3 separate regions of the Rattus norvegicus genome follow, and regions 2 and 3 are each linked to region 1. A link is a contact called in public Hi-C data. All regions are on one chromosome and are shown on one strand. Each heading gives the region's core, a stretch centred on a gene start, on an enhancer-like site or on the middle of the called end of the contact. The rest is flanking DNA. Distances are from core to core; before and after follow the strand shown. Region 1 holds the start of Myoz1 (myozenin 1). Region 2 holds the start of Mss51 (MSS51 mitochondrial translational activator). Region 3 overlaps Cfap70 (cilia and flagella associated protein 70).

The links. A called contact is a pair of places that touch in the nucleus more often than the background predicts.
Region 2: a Hi-C map of psoas muscle shows a contact between it and region 1, with 2.7 times the contacts expected there. The contact joins the promoter of Mss51 here to the promoter of Myoz1 in region 1. A contact is called at or near these places in 3 of 12 Hi-C or Micro-C datasets (Schwann cells, hepatocytes and psoas muscle).
Region 3: a contact with region 1 is called in a Hi-C map of psoas muscle, with 3 times the contacts expected there. The contact joins the enhancer-like site here to the promoter of Myoz1 in region 1. A contact is called at or near these places in 2 of 12 Hi-C or Micro-C datasets (mammary epithelial cells and psoas muscle).

What each region holds. Positions count from the first base shown.
Region 1 is chr15:3,692,327-3,695,026 of GRCr8, forward strand. It overlaps Myoz1 (myozenin 1), which reads left to right and starts at 1,287. Exons shown (of 6, transcript NM_001109097.1): 1 at 1,287-1,350; 2 at 2,424-2,514. The coding sequence starts at 2,442.
Region 2 is chr15:3,855,318-3,858,017 of GRCr8, forward strand. Mss51 (MSS51 mitochondrial translational activator) reads left to right here and starts at 1,427. Exons shown (of 7, transcript NM_001106025.1): 1 at 1,427-1,472. LOC102554047 (60S ribosomal protein L15-like) reads right to left here. Exons shown (of 1, transcript XM_039093719.2): 1 at 1,462-2,700.
Region 3 is chr15:3,922,938-3,925,637 of GRCr8, forward strand. Cfap70 (cilia and flagella associated protein 70) reads left to right here. Exons shown (of 29, transcript NM_001108370.2): 9 at 1,842-1,941. Among named protein-coding and RNA genes, the nearest start is that of Cfap70, 23 kb to the left of the region's middle. Within about 2 kb of position 1,329, at least 3 of the 93 cell types and tissues checked have an H3K27ac peak or open chromatin away from gene starts, as enhancers often do.

The DNA.
Region 1 (2,700 bases), core at 37-2,536:
TTTTGCAAGACAAGGTTTGTCTGTGTAGCCCTGGCTGTCTTGGAACTGACTCTGTACAGCAGCAGGCTAGCCTGGAACTCAGGGATCCACTGTCTCTACCTCTCAAGTGTTGGGATTAAAGGTATGCACCACCATGCCTGGCATAGTTAAAAATTCTTTTTATAATTATTTAATTTATATAAGTACACTGTAGCTGGGTTTTTTTTTAAGATTTATTTATTTATTTGATTAAGAATACCAGAAGAGGGCACCAGATCTCATTATAGATGGTTGTGAGCCACCATGTGGTTACTGGGATTTGAACTCAGGACCTTTGGAAGACCACACAGTGCTCTTAACCGCTGAGCCATCTCTCCAGCCCACTGTAGCTGTTTTGAGACACACCAGAAGAGGGTATCAGACCCCATTACAGATGGTTGTGAGCCACCATGTCCTTGCTGGGAATTGAACTCAGAACCTCTGGAAGAGCAGTAAGTGCTCTTAACCCACTGAGCCATCTCTCCAGCCCCATAAAATTATTTTGTTGCTACCTCCTAACTTATTTTGCTACTGTTATGAATTGTAATGTAAATATCTGATATCTGACCCTGTGAAAGGGTTGTCCAGCCCTAGAAGGTCAGGCCCCGCATGTTGAGAACAGCTGTACTGAGAGGAAAGACAAGGAGTGGGGTTAATAGGCTTCCATCACATCATCTGCACTGGGGTTGACTAAGGTGGCCCCTCACCAGGTCAAGATCTAACGCTCTCAGACAGAAAGTCGACCTATTCGGGAAGTTTAGAAGCAATGCCGCTGTGAAAATTTCCATCTTATCTTCAGTGTAGGGCCTCAATCCCTCCCAGCTCTGAATACACTCATGGGTCCCTCCAGCCCCGGTCTGGAATGGCCTGAGTGGCCCACAAATCATGTTTTCTGTTTCGTTTTTTGTTTTTCCCTATACCTACTCTTAATTCTTACCCAGCACTAACTGTCTGCTCCCTTTCTTTCTGCCTCTGCTGTCCATTGCCTCCTGAGATGCTTCTTTGGATCTCAAGGCAAAGGGGAAGAAGCACACCGCTTCGGCTGACTGAACCCTGGTCAGACGGTCTGCTGGGAATTTTCATAGGCCTTCCCTCTTCCTGAACCTCAGGCAAGGAGGGCAGGATCCCGGCTCAGGGTCTCAGTGCCCCCGTTTGTGCCATTTGAGCTGCTTGTGCTCATCGACTCTATTAATAACCACCCCCCTCCCTCCCTCCCTCCCCCACTGCCAGGGCTGCCCCTACGCTTGCCCAGCTCAGGTTCTCCAGTCACAGCAGCTCAGTCATCCAAAGCTGCTGGACCCCAGGGAGAGCTGACCACCAACTGAGAGGCTGGTAAGTCTGTGGTTCTACCACAGGAAGGGGCTGGAGCCCACTTTTGTGACCTCCATGTTTGCAATCGTGATTCTTCGTCCTCAGGGAGTGGTCTCTCTTCTCATCTCTGCTCAGCTGCTGGTGGTCCAGTTGGAGCTGCAGAGTTGGAAAGAAAGGGACCTGAGGAGTTGGGAGGAATTAAGATGTGTGGGGAGGTACCTGACAGATGGGGAGGGGTAGTTTGAGATGCCACTAGGTTGGTAGAGTGTCGTTGTGTTTGTGTGACAGAACACCACAGAAAACAGCAGGACTGTTAGGGAGAGACTGGACTGTGTGTCTTTTTCTACCTTGTCCCCACCCACAGCCAGATCTCATTCCTGTGTTTCTGTCCTCCTACAATTCTCTACCCCCATGCATGATATTGCTGAGCTGACATCTGTCCCAGCTCAAACGCCCTCAGCTTGCTCTCAGGCCCAGCTCTGCAGCTTGGGGTAGGAGTTGCCTGAAGAAGCAAGGAACACACCCATGACCTCTCGGGCCATGTTCCAGTTGGCTTCCTGGAAGAACAGCTTCTCCTTCCTATGGAGAAGGGTTTGGCTGAGTCTCCTCAATACTAGCAGAACATTTCTCTACCCCCTTAGACCTTGATGGAAGCCTGAGCAGGAGACCAGAGTCTGGAGCCATAGTTGTAGCCTGCTATCCCAACACAAACAAGGACTTTAAATCATGCCAGGCCCAAGAAGCCTGAGTGCATTGCTTTGCCAGTGTTGTATTTGAACCCCCTTCGGCCATAGCTGTGTTTCCGATGCCCATACAGGAGTTATGGAAAGCGAACATAGCCGGTCGGTAAGACGTAAGGAAAGGGGTGCAGTTCCGCCTCCTGTCCTGCTTCCAAAGAAAACAGAAGTCTTGGCCGTTTACCTTCTGGGGATACAGATCACTGTGAAAACACATGCACGCATGCAAACATGAACACATGGGAAAAACTCTGAAGAAAATTTGTCCTCGACCCCAAGTTAAGTAGTTCACTGTAGTGAACATGCTTGTTTTCCCCTTTCCTGTCTTTTTTCAAGCCTGCTTCCTGCTCCTTCCAGGTCAAATCCCCCTCCACCATGCCGCTCTCGGGAACCCCGGCCCCTAACAAGAGGAGGAAGTCAAGCAAACTGATTATGGAGCTCACTGGAGGTAGGGCGTGCTTGAGCGCCCAAATGTAGGATTTTTAAGAGCATCCCTGAATCAAGAGCTGCAGAAATGATGTAAGACCGGTTATAAGTCAGAGTGAAAAAGACAAGAAGAATGGCAGCTGTGGAGGGTGTGGGAGATGGGGTGATGGGAGAGGTAAGAAGAGCAAGGAGGAAGAGACAGGAAGAA
Region 2 (2,700 bases), core at 177-2,676, 160 kb after region 1:
TCTCTAAATTGTTTCTTTAAATGTCTACCAATATAAGTAGTGACACTAAAATAGAAATATCCACTATCAATTTTCGTTCTCCTGTTACTATCCTCTGTTTCCAAAAGATGACACTGAGTCGGTTTATGCTTTCATACACCTTCTGGAGTTCAGTCCTCAGTAACAGAATTCAGCCTCGCGGACGGCTGTCATTTCATTTTGAAGTTCCTTTTGTTTGAAGTTGACCTGAAATCTTTATCACAGTAATAAACTCTTTAATCGGTTTTTTAATATTATAACTGATTCCCTTTGTTTACAGTTACTCTATATGGCATTGTGCAATGTTTCATTGACTCCTTGTTTATTGTTCCTGTTTTCTATTCTTTGGAATCCTTTCTTGGTGACAGAATTTTGTAAAATTGTATACTACCTTCGAGGACCCCCATTGTCAGAAGTTCTATTTTCCAGAGTCAGGTAAGTGTGACAGCTGAGGTCAAATGCAAGTTAAAACAAAAAAAGTGGGGAGGGGGAGGAGGTGCCGGATCTCTGTCCAGATGTCAGCTGTTAGGTTCTCCAGCTCCATAGTTACAAGTGGAAAGGAGTTAGGAAGTGTGATGGAACCTTCTGTAGCAGCAGCATCCGTTACCAGGAGTGAAAAGATAATCGTTTTCCATCCCTATAAATAGTACGTACTTTTACTCAGTAGCTTAAAATTGGTCTCAGTTATTTTGATATTTCAGAAGCATTTCTTTCTTTTGAAACCGTCATGTAGAATGTCCTTTGAGAATACCTTATGTACCGGTGAAGTGATTGGTTTTTTGTTTTTTTTTTTACAAAGTAGTTCTTTTTTTTTTTTTTTTCTATAGTTGAGTTCCTTGCACCATTAAATGCCACTCTTCTGCCTTTTGGGGGGTAATTATATTTGTACTTGATCCTAGTTTGGACATTGTTGGATTCTATTTGACAAGTGTGTGAAGCTAAAAAGTTCTCAAGTGTGGAGAACTCGTCCTGTGTCTAGATTGACGTCCACATTTTCCAGTGGTTCCTTTCCTCTGGTTTGGTGTCTGTCTTTCCAGCGAAATACTGATTCCCTAATTAATCCCAAGGGGTTTCCCCCTCCTAATGAAGCTGTAAAGTGAGAGCAGAAATGCTGCCTTGAGAGACATCCAGGAAATGGTAGGTTTCATCTTTCCTTGGCTTGCCTGGCTTCGGTGAGCTGAGTGTTGACACAGTCTTGAGCCCTCTTGGCAGAGGATAAGGGTCAGAGAGAAAACTCAAGCAGGTGTCCTGGTCCTGGCTTGTCTCGTTAGGGAGAATTCATCCCTGTCTGTCTGGTTGGCAGGGCACATGTTAGTCACCGAGACCCAGCATTTCAGCAGTTTGCAGAAGAAGTGATTTGAATGGACAGCTGCAAGTGAGACAGCCTAGACCTGAAGAGATGAAACACTCACTTCACTTGGAGGAAAGAAGGAAGCAAGCCTAGGGCTTAACAGGTAAGTTACTTTCCCATCAATCTGTCGACTTAGTTCATTTTATAATTCTGTAAAGTATTTATCACTTGAGGGAGTGTTAATCACTGACTAAGCAGCTAATGTGGTCAGAGTAGCAGTTTCTCAATGTACTCGATCCCCACCCCTACCTTCTCCCCACATTGGGGGTTTTCTTTGGTTTTTGAGACACTCTCCAGACTGCCTCAGCTTCCCGAGTCCCGGAACAAGTGCTCATTACCATTGCCAACCTTCTCCTACCCTGTTCAAGGATCCAAGTGACCAGTTCTGCTTCCCCATGTCTTCCTTCCACCATCCAAAAGATGTTTTGTTTTTGCTGATGGATTTGAGAAACTGCAGTCTGGAGACAGTGCGATGTGGCTGTATCTTATGTGAAATACAGGACTTTGTTAATGAGGAAGGGGAAAGAGGGAAATGTGCTGTTCCGCATAGGTGAATGTTTTCGGTTAGGCTTTGGAGATAAGGGTAAGAGTGTTTGCTCTAAGTCATCAGGGATGGCTTGAGGTAGGCTGAATTCTCTGGAGTTCTGAGTGCTTACCAAAGCTCTTTCTGGTTTCACCCTTCCATGTCCTCTGGGTCTCCCCTTTCCCCCTTTGCTTTTTCTCAGTTTGTACCCCTTGAAACTTAGAGGAGCTTGGGATTCTGGGAAAGCTAAATCAGGGTGTGGGTCTGTGATAGGCATATTCAGAATCGATTGTGCGTACATGCGTTCTCGTGCACACACACACACACACACACACACACACACACACGCACACACACACACGTATAAAACCTGACTTGTCATTCCTATAATCTCACCTTCCTGTCAGCAAGCTGGTAGTCATAACTTAGGTCATCAGTATGCTCTGAATATAGAGCAGTTTGTGATATTAGGGACTCACCAGAACCTCCTTTTCCTTCAAGTGGTGCACTGCTCTTGATTTCTGTCTGGTTATATCCTGCTCTCCTAAATACACCGAAGTTTATGGCCCACCTTCAGCTACACAGTTCAGGGCCTGCCTGGACTAATCAAACCCTGTCTCTAAATAAACAAAAGTGATGGTCGGTGGACTGGGAGTTTTGCTTAGTGGCAGACTACTTGTTACAGGCCTAGCATCATGGAAGGAAGGATAAATTAGAGGCACAACCAAGTCAGTTCTTGGAAATGGGGCGCAGAAGTATGAAGACAGAGAATCTTCTCTTTGGAACAGTAGGTCCATGTCCTTACTGG
Region 3 (2,700 bases), core at 79-2,578, 230 kb after region 1:
ATTTTTTTAAAAATTGGGCAGATATTTCAGAGGTCTACCTGGTCACATGTAATTCCTTTCACATGCTGATGGACTTGATTTTGCTGAGGATAAACTGTTGCTCACGTTAATTTGAGCACATACTAATCCATTAGATCAATTAAGAATAAGACAAAGTGGGGTTGGGGATTTAGCTCAGTGGTAGAGCGCTTGCCTAGCAAGCGCAAGGCCCTGGGTTTGGTCCCCAGCTCCGAAAAAAAAGAAAAAAAAGAAAAAAAAAAGAATAAGACAAAGTTTTAGTTGTTTTACTTTAATTAAATGTTTGGGCGTTTTCCTCGTGTTCTATGGATTTGAACTTACGACTCAGTATTTTGTTTCTCTGTAACCTTTAGCACTTTCTGTCTGCTCATTAACACACATGTAGAGCCTTTCCTCACCGGTCAGGGCTGCTGGCTGGTTTCCTGTCTGAGAAAAAAACGTTACTTCTCCTTTTGCAGGGCAGCTGTAGTGAGACTGGTTAGTGGGCACGTTTGGTGAGGTGTAACGACACAGTGGAAGCTTCAGGAGTGCAGGACCTGCCACTCATCCAGGGTCCATGATCGGAGATAATTTAACCTCACGGAACTTGATCTGTGAGCTCGAGACCAGCCTGTTCTACCCAGAAAGTTCCAGGTCAACCAGGGCTACATAGTGAGATCCTGCCTCAAACAAACAAACAAACAAACAAACAAACAAACAACACTGGCCACTGGGGAGTATTTCAAACCATTTACTCTCCATCCCTCCTTGAAGCATGAGGTTTCCCTCCTGCAGGGCGCCGACCCTTAGAACAGGTAGCCCTTATATCTGGGTTCCCTGGAAATTTTCAACTCTTAGTTTCAAAAAATTTGTCAAAATTTAGTTTTTATTTCCTGGTACTATACTGGCCAATTTTCAGTGTTTTGTTTATTTAGATAGGATCTCCCTGTGTAGATGAGGCTAGGCTGTCTGAAATCCAGCTCCTGTCCAGCAGTGCTAAGATTAAAGGCATGCACCACCACCCCACACCTCCCCGGTGTTTGTTTGGTTTTGAGACAGGGCCTTGCTATGTATCCCAGACTGGCCTGGAGCTCACTGTGCAGCCCTCAAACTTGTGATCCTCTTGTGTTAGCCTCCTGTTGAGCTTAGGTTGCCATATGGCACTTAAAGATGTATTTTTTGAGATTGTTAGCATTTTAAAAATTATTTTTATAAATCTATAAACCTAGGAAGGTTTTCTAAAAATCAACCAGCTGGGCTGGAGAAGTGGTTGAGCTATTATGACTGTCTGTGCTGCCAGGGGACACTGGATCAGTTCTACCACCCACATCAGACAGCTTGAAAGTGCCAGGAGCTCCAGACTTAGGGCATTCAGTGCCACCCCCAGGCACTGCACTGACATGCACAGAAACATGCATATACATGCACATGATTCAAAATAATAAAACAATTTAAATCAGCAGTGTAGGCAGGCATGGTGGTGGGCATCTCTAATCAGGTTTCCAGGAGCTTAAAATAGAAGGGTTCTAAGTTTGAAACCAAGCGGGGCTATCCTAGTCTCTCAAACAAACATAAACCCGTCTGCCTATTAAGACAGACATTCTCTGTCTCTCTGTCCTTGTCTTTGTGTGTCTCTCATGCACATACTCACACACACACACACACACACACACACACACACACCCCACACGTATTCCATTACTTTCTAGAGAAACACTCACTTGACCAACTGGGCCATATCCCCAGCTCATTTTACTCATAATTTCCTAGAAAAGAATGTTTCCTTTTAAGCTGTGCCATTTGCGTTTGCAGATAGTGCTGATGGTCTGATTTTTAATTTGCAGTTTTCAGAAGCGAATTGCTGATTGCCGACTCTGGCCCGTGGAGATCACAAGAGTGCCTTTGATCGTTGTACCCAAAGCCAAGCCAGGCAAACTTGAGAAGGTAAACATGTGGATCCCTAAAATAAAACGATAGGGTGTGGTGGCTTCTGCCATGGTTCCCGGCACTGGGAGACTGAGACAAGGATCATATTAGATCCGGAGTTGGAGAGCAGCCTAGACACAGAGCCTTCCCCTCAAGTTTTATAATTAGAAGTGACCTATCAAGTCAAATCTGTTATTCTGTGTCTAATCCAGTTTTATGTGGCTGTTTCCCCTATGTGACCCATTTGTGGTTCTTTGCCTAGGACTTTTTTGGGGTCCTGATGTACTGACCGCTCAGTTCCCAGGGAACCCAGGATGATTGGTTGGCCACAGAAGTCCCCTGTTGCTCAGTATTTTCAGATACTGATTTCCCCTGACCCTGCCTTATTGTCTTACCAGAGGTACCATAAGAAACAATCATTTTTATCTAGGTCAAAATGAGTGATTCAGCTCAATCTAATTAACTTAGGCTTACCTGCAGATGTGCTAGACTGCATGTTACTGTAATAGGATTAATAGATTAAACCAAGGCTTTGGAAAGACAGGGTTTTGTGAGCCTGGAACATGTTCCATATTGCTTTCCCTGTCTATGTTGCACCCTTACTCCTTGTGTATAAATTCCATGAGGGTAAGGGTCATTCAGTCTTTTATTGTCCGCTTTTATAGTCTGCACAAACCTAGCACATCACACAACTCACAGCCAGCCCTCAGCAAGCATCTAAGTCATTTGACTTGGCTTTGAAAAGGCTCTTTGGTATAACGAAAATGTTACCACCAT